Regions from separate parts of the Drosophila melanogaster genome. Here regions 2 and 3 are each linked to region 1. A link is a contact called in public Hi-C and HiChIP or PLAC-seq data. All regions are on one chromosome and are shown on one strand. Each heading gives the region's core, a stretch centred on a gene start, on an enhancer-like site or on the middle of the called end of the contact. The rest is flanking DNA. Distances are from core to core; before and after follow the strand shown. Region 1 holds the start of CG8568. Region 2 holds the start of X11L (X11L,). Region 3 holds the start of chas (chascon).

Region 1 (2,807 bases), core at 116-2,615:
GAATAAACTAGTGACATCCACAACGGATGCGGCAATCGGATCGATAAATCAGGCTTGTTTATGGCAACAGCAGCGGCCATAACCGTAACTCCCGCCGCCGGCAATGGTGCGGTGCCCAGTTCGAAAAACGAGTGGAGTGGAGTCGAGTCGAGTGGAGGGTTTCGGTTTGTCCATGGGGCCATGACCTGCCTCAAGTGCTTTGCGTAACAACAACAACACCACGCAGCAGCAGCAGCAGCAACAACAAATGCGGCAGGGAGTGTGGAATTTTGTTGTTTTTGGCTTTCCCAGCCAGTCACGATCGCCGCAATTTTCTTGTCACTGTCACCCGAAATACGACAAAAAAACAAAAACCGCTCGTCGCACGCAACAAAGCAAAGCAGCAACAGCAGCAACATCGGCTTAAAAGACAAATAAACAAAGCGGCTGCCACAGTAAAAACTGCAACTGCACGAACAGCAGCAGTAACAGTAACAGAAACAGTAACAACAATAGTAAAGAGGAATACAAAAAAAAAAAAAAAATGGTTGCAGCAGCAACAACAGAAATTGGCGATTCGCCGCTGCTGATAAGAACTAAATCGTCTGAGATCAATGCGAATATGGAATACCCTAATCAGGGAGTTAGGATATGTTTAAACAACTATGGATTTTTAAATAAAAATAATAATATTTTTTAAAAAACAAACCATGCTGCCAAAAAAATTCAAGTCGCAAAGTGAAATAAATGCAAATCATAAGAAAAGTTTTAAATTAAACCAAATCACAAATAAAATAGGATCATAAACTTAATAATACTAAGAATATATATTATTGGGTTATATACATAATTATTATAAAGAATTTATATATTATATATTTTATATTATAATTATATATTATTTAAATATCTTGTTTGTTAAATATATATAATACTTTATTTAATTTCAACTGAATATACATTTGATTATGATACTCAATATTTGTTAGAGTAGAATTATAAGGATTTTACTATTTGAAGTTCTTAAGCATATCGGAATGTACAAAGCTATTCACTGGACTGTGCTACCCTTTTTCGAGTAGTGTACAAATGGTTTGCCCGCAAAAACAGCAAACAGCCGCAACGAGCGACAATTTAACGAGGCTGCCGCGCTGCCGTTGGATATTGCTGCTGCTGCGGCTGCTGTTGCTGTTGCTGCTGCGTGGTGCTGCTGTTGCTGCGGTGTCCCCCCAGCAGCAACATTTTGGCCTCTGCCGCGCTCGCCGTCGCAGTCGCTGCCGTCGACGTCGACGTCCACTTATTCGGGCGGCGGTTTCCATTTCATTTTTAAGCTAACGCTCGTCGCGTTCAGCGTTTTAATATTTAATTGTCGTCGATCGCGAGCGGTTGTCATTGCTCCACTGGAATAATAGTTGAATTGCCATTGCCATTGGATTGCGATTGCCACGGCTGTACCGTTACCGTTAATCGTGAAGTGATCCGGGAATTCGCCAAGAGAATACCACACACAATACCATACCTGAAACGCGTTGCAGCACCCTTTTTTGTTCAGTGTTCATCAGTTTTTTGTTCAGTGTGCAGTTTGACATCCACAGTGGCCATGATTCCCTGGATTTGCCTAAGCGCGGCCATTGTGCTCATCCTGTGCCCCCTTCACACATCCTCGCGCAGCTACAGCAACGGTCTGATCTTCTACGAACTGAAGACCCACCGACCCTACCTACCGCCCACGGTCAGTGTGTCCAGGGGCCGAAATCTGGCCAGCGTCAAGTACTCCGAAAAGGGGTCCATCTGGTCCACCTTTGGCCAGCCCTGCGAGTGCAGCGGACCCACCTGCGGATGTTGCGCCGGTCTCAAGGTCGATCAGTACCGATTCGATCAGAAAGGTGAGAAAGCCCATGCTTCGTTAGCTATTAATGGGGAATAGAATATTGCAATACTTTAAATGTTTAGTAGATTATTGATTAGGAGATTAGTAATATGAAACAGTGTGACATTCGAGACATTATGAAAATTACAACCTTAGTTATAATTTCAAATTCAGAATGTTAAAAATATTTCTCATTTCTTTAGAAAGAAATGGTTTTGTATTGATGTATATTATTATGGTTTGAAACCAACAAGAACATTGATTACGAATAACATGTATTATATCTACGCGAGAAAGGATATGCATTTAGTAGATTTTTTGCACAGTGCACTTGTTATTTATTTGGTGAAGAAAACCATTAATGGGTTTTCATTTTCAGCATGCTATTTAGCCTTAATATCTTAATATACACTAATGGGCACTAGGTTAGTAATCGCCGTAGGATCAATCCGTCGGCCATATGCTTATGCATAAATTGGGATCTTTGCCGTCACTTAGCCTGGTCGGAATCGTGGCTCCTGGCCTGCGGGTGGTGGCCACACATATTTGGCTGCGATTTCGGCTGGATTCCAGGCCGATTTCCTTGGCCAAGAAACCGATCTTGGCCGCGGGTTGGCGGCGCATGCCGGAGACTACAATGCGATCGGTGGTTTGGCTTGGTTTCCATTTCGCTCCGCTTCGCTTCGTGACATGCCAGCATTTGCCAATCAAAATGCCACAAATTGTTGGCGCTTCCAGCGGTGGCCACCCCCTCATCGCCTCATCCACCATCCACCATTCAGCACCCAGCACCCACCATTTGCCTGGGATTCGTCGACAGTTTGCCACCCGCCACTTTCATTCATTGAATCGAATCGTTTCATTGTTGTGCCTATCTGTAATTTTGACTCAACGTTTTCTTTCCATTTTGCCTCTGTTTGCAGTGTGCGCCAACGTGAGCTTCGTGCCGCATCTGGAG
Region 2 (2,713 bases), core at 31-2,530, 150 kb before region 1:
GATTCTCCAGGTATGAGGGACTGCGGCTTCGATACTACTACAACTACTGCTCTAGTGCTGCTGCTGCTGCATCCGCTGCTGCTGCTGCGATTGCTGCCTCACTGTGGGCCACTGCCTGGGGGAGAATGGATGATTAGTCGATGATCTAAGGCGGCAATGATTCACTGCGCTGCAGCTCAGCCCAGAAAAAAATCAGGGACAGGTGGTCGTGTCGATGACGTACTTTTGCTGGATACCTTGCCGCTGCGTACTATATATTTAAATCGACATAGAAATACCTGGATTACCGGGTGTGTTTAGACATACGCGATACGGACAACAGGAACCAGCACAGTAAAATGCCAATCTATAAAATTGCTGATTTGTTATTTTTGGACCTAAGCCTATTGCTTTAAATTGGGTTTGCCCCAATCATTCCCTAATCATTCTCATGTGTATTTGTATCTTATTACAGGTCCTAGCTCACCTCGTTAAATGTAATTGAGTTTAGCTAATAATAAGTATTCCATTGTTTCGAGCTTCGGTTTGTTGCTGCACTGGTTTGGTAACCTCTGGTTGTGGTGACCCCCTGGCTGGCCAGCGCAATCAATGCGGGCAATTAACCCACTATTGCCTGTCCATGTGTCTATATGTGGACACCTTTTTTAGGGCCCCCCGCCGCGGTTGCCACTGACCGAGCTTGCGAGTTTCCGAGTTCCGGAGCTACCGTGTCCGTGGTTGATTGCGCACACGTAAACTTGGCCTCCAAAAGTCCTCGCGCAGGCAAAACAAACGCAGGAAGCTGCAGCCAGACACAACAACCACCCACGCGAAGGTTGAAGGATGTGTGGTGGGTGGTGCAAGTGGGTGGTGCCAGGGGGCGATGGTGGTGCTGGTGCTAGCCCTTTGTTGTCGCCGATTGTTGCAATCACTCAGCACTTTGGAGGCGTGGGAAAAAAACAAACTCCCCGTTACCGTTATGTGTATCTATCCATGTGCGTATTGTTAAAAATCAATAGATTTGTCGTATTTTTTTTGCAGCTCCTTTGCTTTTCGTTTCGTTATTTTTTGGTGGGGGCACCGCACAACACAACACACTCATGCACACACTCGTCGCATAACGACGCACACACGCAGCGCACTCGAGCAACAACAACTGAAACGGCGGCAACAACAACACGGCCAGCAAATAGGCACGAAAACAACACCTGTCGCGGTTTTATATTTACCATTTAATTCATATTTATTGCACTACTCCTTCAGCAACTCGATTGGCGCAGAGCGATTGGCAGCAATATAGATAGTCTCTGCTAGAACATCGATGGCCTATCGATTGCTATCGACAGCGAACAGCCGGACAGTGTTGAGCAGCGTTAGAGGGTACTATTCAATTCGTACCTAAGTAGGTGCTAAAAGCCATTTTAAACATATTTAAATATGTTTCCTTCTCCACCCCAGCTTTACTTGACTTTACCCTTTCTCCTGTACCTTGCCCTAATTACGCGGTACCGTCTACTTTTCCAACACTCCTTGTACGATGAATTTCCCGCGCCAATTGATAACACTTTTTCGAATAATATCAGTTTAGCATTTAATGATTAATGTACTCCATCTGGGTTTTGTTTTTCGTTTAATATTTGCAACATTCGAACGGATAGTACAAGTACAAGTGGTGTATAAAAGTTCGATGAGCAAAATTGACAAGGATTGTGTGGCAGTAAACAGTTTTTCTTGTTCTTCGTTAGCTTATAATTCGTTTTATATATTTGTGTATATTGAAACAATTTCTTGCAGTCTTGCCAGAATTTCAGTGATAATAATTCGTTCGTTCAAGATTTATCAAGCAATTAAAATTTTAACAGCAAGTTTTGTTTTTCCATCGAAAACTTAATGAATTAAGTTAGGAATTAGACACGGATTATTTTCCCAAAAATTCTAGCAACACCGGTGTGTGGTTGTGTGATGTTTTCTTTTAATTGTTGTTTGCTTGCTTCGCTTTTAATACATTAATTACAGTGTAAAGTTGCTCTATAGGCTAAACTGGAAGGAATGATTGCATTTAATTGTTGGACACAAAGTTGGAAACTTAATAAATAGTGTTTTCTAAAATTAGACTTGGGTTGGGAAGGGCGATAAAATAGTCAACAATATAAATAAGGTTTAATAATTAACTAACAGATACGAGTACAATGGGTTGGTTTACAAAAATCGGGTTAGTGGGGAAGTTGTTAGGGAAAGGCTTTAACTAACAGTCAAGGCCAACAAAAACATTGCGCACTTAGGATCTACACGTACACTAAACATAATTTTGGTAGTTTTGGGCTTAAACTAGTTGCTCGTTTGGTTGCCTAACATTAGTAAATACATACACGCGCTTAAAAACTACGCTACTTAATGATTATGATGTCTGGTTGTCAAATCAGGAATGGAATTTTAACAGCGAAACGAAACAGAATCGTAATCGAAATCGAACCAAAGACGTACAATAAATGATAGAGGGGATTGGACTTCCAACGGGGAAGGCCGGAGATTAAAGCTTTGTATGTTTGACCGTATCCGTCCAGTAGTTCTGTATTGTCATCGCCTCCAGCGAATTGAGAAACGAGTCGTTGTCCAGGCTGTACATCTCATCCGAATTGTCCTGCAAAATCAAGAGAGAGAACTATTTAGTGCATAGGACATTCAAGCGCCACTGGCAATTGGTCAACGAATCCTTACACTCACCCGCATCGTG
Region 3 (2,751 bases), core at 249-2,748, 250 kb before region 1:
AGTTCATAAATAAATAAAATTTCGATTCGTTACATTCAATTGTCCTGCTTAGGCATAAGATACACAAAGGACACACACACCACCCATGCATCCAACCCACACAAATCACGAAAAATACATAAAATTATTAAAGAAATACTGTAAAAGATTGATTGCACATTCTGTAGAGATTTAGTTTTAAGTGCTTCCAAATTGTCAAACCCTCGACGCGAATCGGATCGGAATGGAATGGCCTGGAGCGGATTGGAAAGCAATGGCACGGTGATAAGTGCATGGGATATCCGTATCCTCGTCCTTTCGCTTGCTATGTCGCCGGTATTCTACACGCCCGCTGCTCTCTCGCTCTCTCTCCCTCCTTTCGTTCGAACATCCTTTTGAAGCTCACACAACAAACACACACAAAACGAGGGCAAAGAGTAAAAAGCAATAAAAAAGAATAAAATTCCAGAAAATTACAAAAAATTCAGATACTTGTGCGTAGAGGGAGTTTGAAAAGGTGTTTTTGAAATTGGTTTTAGGTAAGTAATATACATATGTATGTATGTATGTAGTTTTAAAGTAAAAAACTACACTTTACATGCATTTCATTAGAATTCGAATATTCAATACAGATCATTCAATTTTTACCGTGCACAGTAGTTTAGTTTTCCAGATCACGTCGCGCGTGCCAATAACAATAACATTTCCTAGTTCCGCTTCGTTCCATACAATTCCACTCAACCTCCCCCCATCCCTTACAGTTTATTTATTTATTTTGCCCACTGTCCACCGGAAGAGTTTATTTGTGTTTTGGGGAGTTTCTCGATTCCCGCGATTCTGCGAAATATCATGAGACACTCGCAAAACTAACACCGATAAACTAACATTCTCATTTGAGAGTAGGTGTGTGCGGCTCTGCCCCTCTCGCTCCCACCGCCTCTAGCTGGCTTTGTCTAACCGCCAACGCTTTCGAGACGGGCCAACATTCCAATCCGATCGGATCGGATCGGGTCTAACCTTCAGTCAACTTGTCGCTCGAACCAAATATTGTCGCACAGCAGAGAGTCAGAATCTCGCAGGGACGGCGAATCAGAAATACCCTTTAATGAGTAGTTGGCTGCTCGCACGTGCAAGGATCCATAAATTAAAAAAATATACTTCAGGGTTTGAATATACATTTTTAGGATATTTTTGTGTTTAAGAAACGGACAAACATTAAACATTCATATACATTTTTTAACTTTAAACATTTAATGGTTTTCTTTAAACCTTAAACAAATTACAAGTAAATTCCAATAAACAAGTTACCAATCTTAAAAACGATTAGATTCTTTGGTTCAATAAACAAAACTGATCGCAAAGCGGCTTGTCCTGCTCCGAAGTTAGGGTATTGCTTCTCTCCGGACTACGATTCAGATTCGGACTGAGTTCGATTTCGATTGTTCGGACTGACTTGCGCTTGGCGCTCTCTCGTGCTCTCCGAAGTCGGACTTGAATGAATGGCCAGCAGATGGACCGACCGCAAAATGGAAAATGCCGATCGCTGCGGCAGTGACGGCAAATGGAAGGGGGCGGGGGAGGGAGTGGCGGGGCCAAGAGGGAGCGGCGATCGCCAATTTCAGCTAAAGCTATAGCCAAAGCCAAAAGCCAAAGCAGCAGCAGCAGCAACAACAACTGAACAGCGAATAACAAACGGCAAAAGCAAAGCCAAGCAGGTAGATCAGTTGTGAATCTGGCAACAAACCATTTGGCTGGGGCTGCTGCTCCAAAATAACAAAAACAACGCGATCCGATCCGATCCGATTCGATTCGATTCGATCCTCTCTTCGGCTCCAAATGTCCGCGTGTGAGTTTGTGTGTGTGTGTGAGTGCCCATCGGATGCACTGTGTTTATTGCATTGTTGTTGTGCTTTTGCCGCGTTCCTGCTAATAAATATCACAATATATCCCCATAATATCTCCACATAAATCTGGCCAAAAAGTCTGTTCAAAATCACACTTTCAGCCTGTAACCTATGATTTTGGCCCTTTGTCACGTGATAACATTGCAAGGATATCAATTTCCCGCTGAAAAGAGCGAAAAGCGCGTGTTTTCACTGCCTTATAGCGGCTCGTATGACGCCCTATTGGCCTTTTTAGAAACATCTGTTGGCCAATGTGTGTGTATGTTGGCTAATTGGCCAATACCCCGGCCCCTCACCAACCACACGTTTGTCCACAACTCTCAAACTCTTGACTTGTTTGTTTTTCTTTTTTTGTTTTTGTTAACTGATCGATAATATGCGCGATCTGCTGATGACCAGTGGTGTTAAGTGATCAGAAAACTGGATACCTTTGAAAAGTTTTCTTCGAAATAAGTGTAAATGTAAAGTTATTATATAAATATAACATATGTATCTAATGTAAAATCTCGAAAACATAACCTTTTCAACAGAGGGCGCCTGTGTATCATTCTCATCGCGGTCTAAGATCTAACTAGAACAGATCCGTATAAGTGCGGCTACGTGATACGGTTTATAAGGTGCATATATAGTCAGTGTACGTGGGTAGTTTGCCATTAGCTGCACAAATCCGAACGAATTAAATTCTGGTGGATTCTAGTGGAATGGAATTGAGTTTAACGCACATCGATGACGCTGAATCAGTTAGCCCTGTTTTTCGTTGTTACTGTTATTGCTTTCGTTACGATCGCCCCAATAAGTTTTGCATATGCTTTGGGATCACAGTGGAACCCAGGGATGAAGTCCTAGCTTCAAGTTCTGAAGAGATTTT

What was found. A called contact is a pair of places that touch in the nucleus more often than the background predicts. HiChIP or PLAC-seq counts read pairs in DNA pulled down with a chosen protein or histone mark.
Region 2: a Hi-C map of the Kc167 cell line shows a contact between it and region 1, with 4 times the contacts expected there. The contact joins the promoter of X11L here to the promoter of CG8568 in region 1. A contact is called at or near these places in 8 of 107 Hi-C or Micro-C datasets (the D17-c3 cell line, the Kc167 cell line, the S2 cell line and 2 more) and 1 of 6 datasets of contacts at active chromatin or transcription factors (the Kc167 cell line).
Region 3: a CP190 HiChIP or PLAC-seq map of the Kc167 cell line shows a contact between it and region 1, with 2.5 times the contacts expected there. The contact joins the promoter of chas here to the promoter of CG8568 in region 1. A contact is called at or near these places in 5 of 107 Hi-C or Micro-C datasets (the Kc167 cell line, embryo, larval central nervous system and 2 more) and 2 of 6 datasets of contacts at active chromatin or transcription factors (both in the Kc167 cell line).

What each region holds. Positions count from the first base shown.
Region 1 is chrX:17,451,101-17,453,907 of dm6, reverse strand. CG8568 reads left to right here and starts at 1,365. Exons shown (of 2, transcript NM_132989.3): 1 at 1,365-1,865; 2 at 2,773-2,807. The coding sequence starts at 1,580.
Region 2 is chrX:17,598,175-17,600,887 of dm6, reverse strand. It overlaps X11L (X11L,), which reads right to left and starts at 1,280. Exons shown (of 12, transcript NM_001298447.1): 1 at 1,209-1,280; 2 at 1-115. CG12991 reads right to left here. Exons shown (of 6, transcript NM_001272721.1): 5 at 2,698-2,713; 6 at 1,574-2,620. The coding sequence ends at 2,510.
Region 3 is chrX:17,697,477-17,700,227 of dm6, reverse strand. It overlaps chas (chascon), which reads left to right and starts at 1,498. Exons shown (of 9, transcript NM_167574.2): 1 at 1,498-1,825. CG8188 reads left to right here. Exons shown (of 3, transcript NM_001298455.1): 3 at 1-1,311.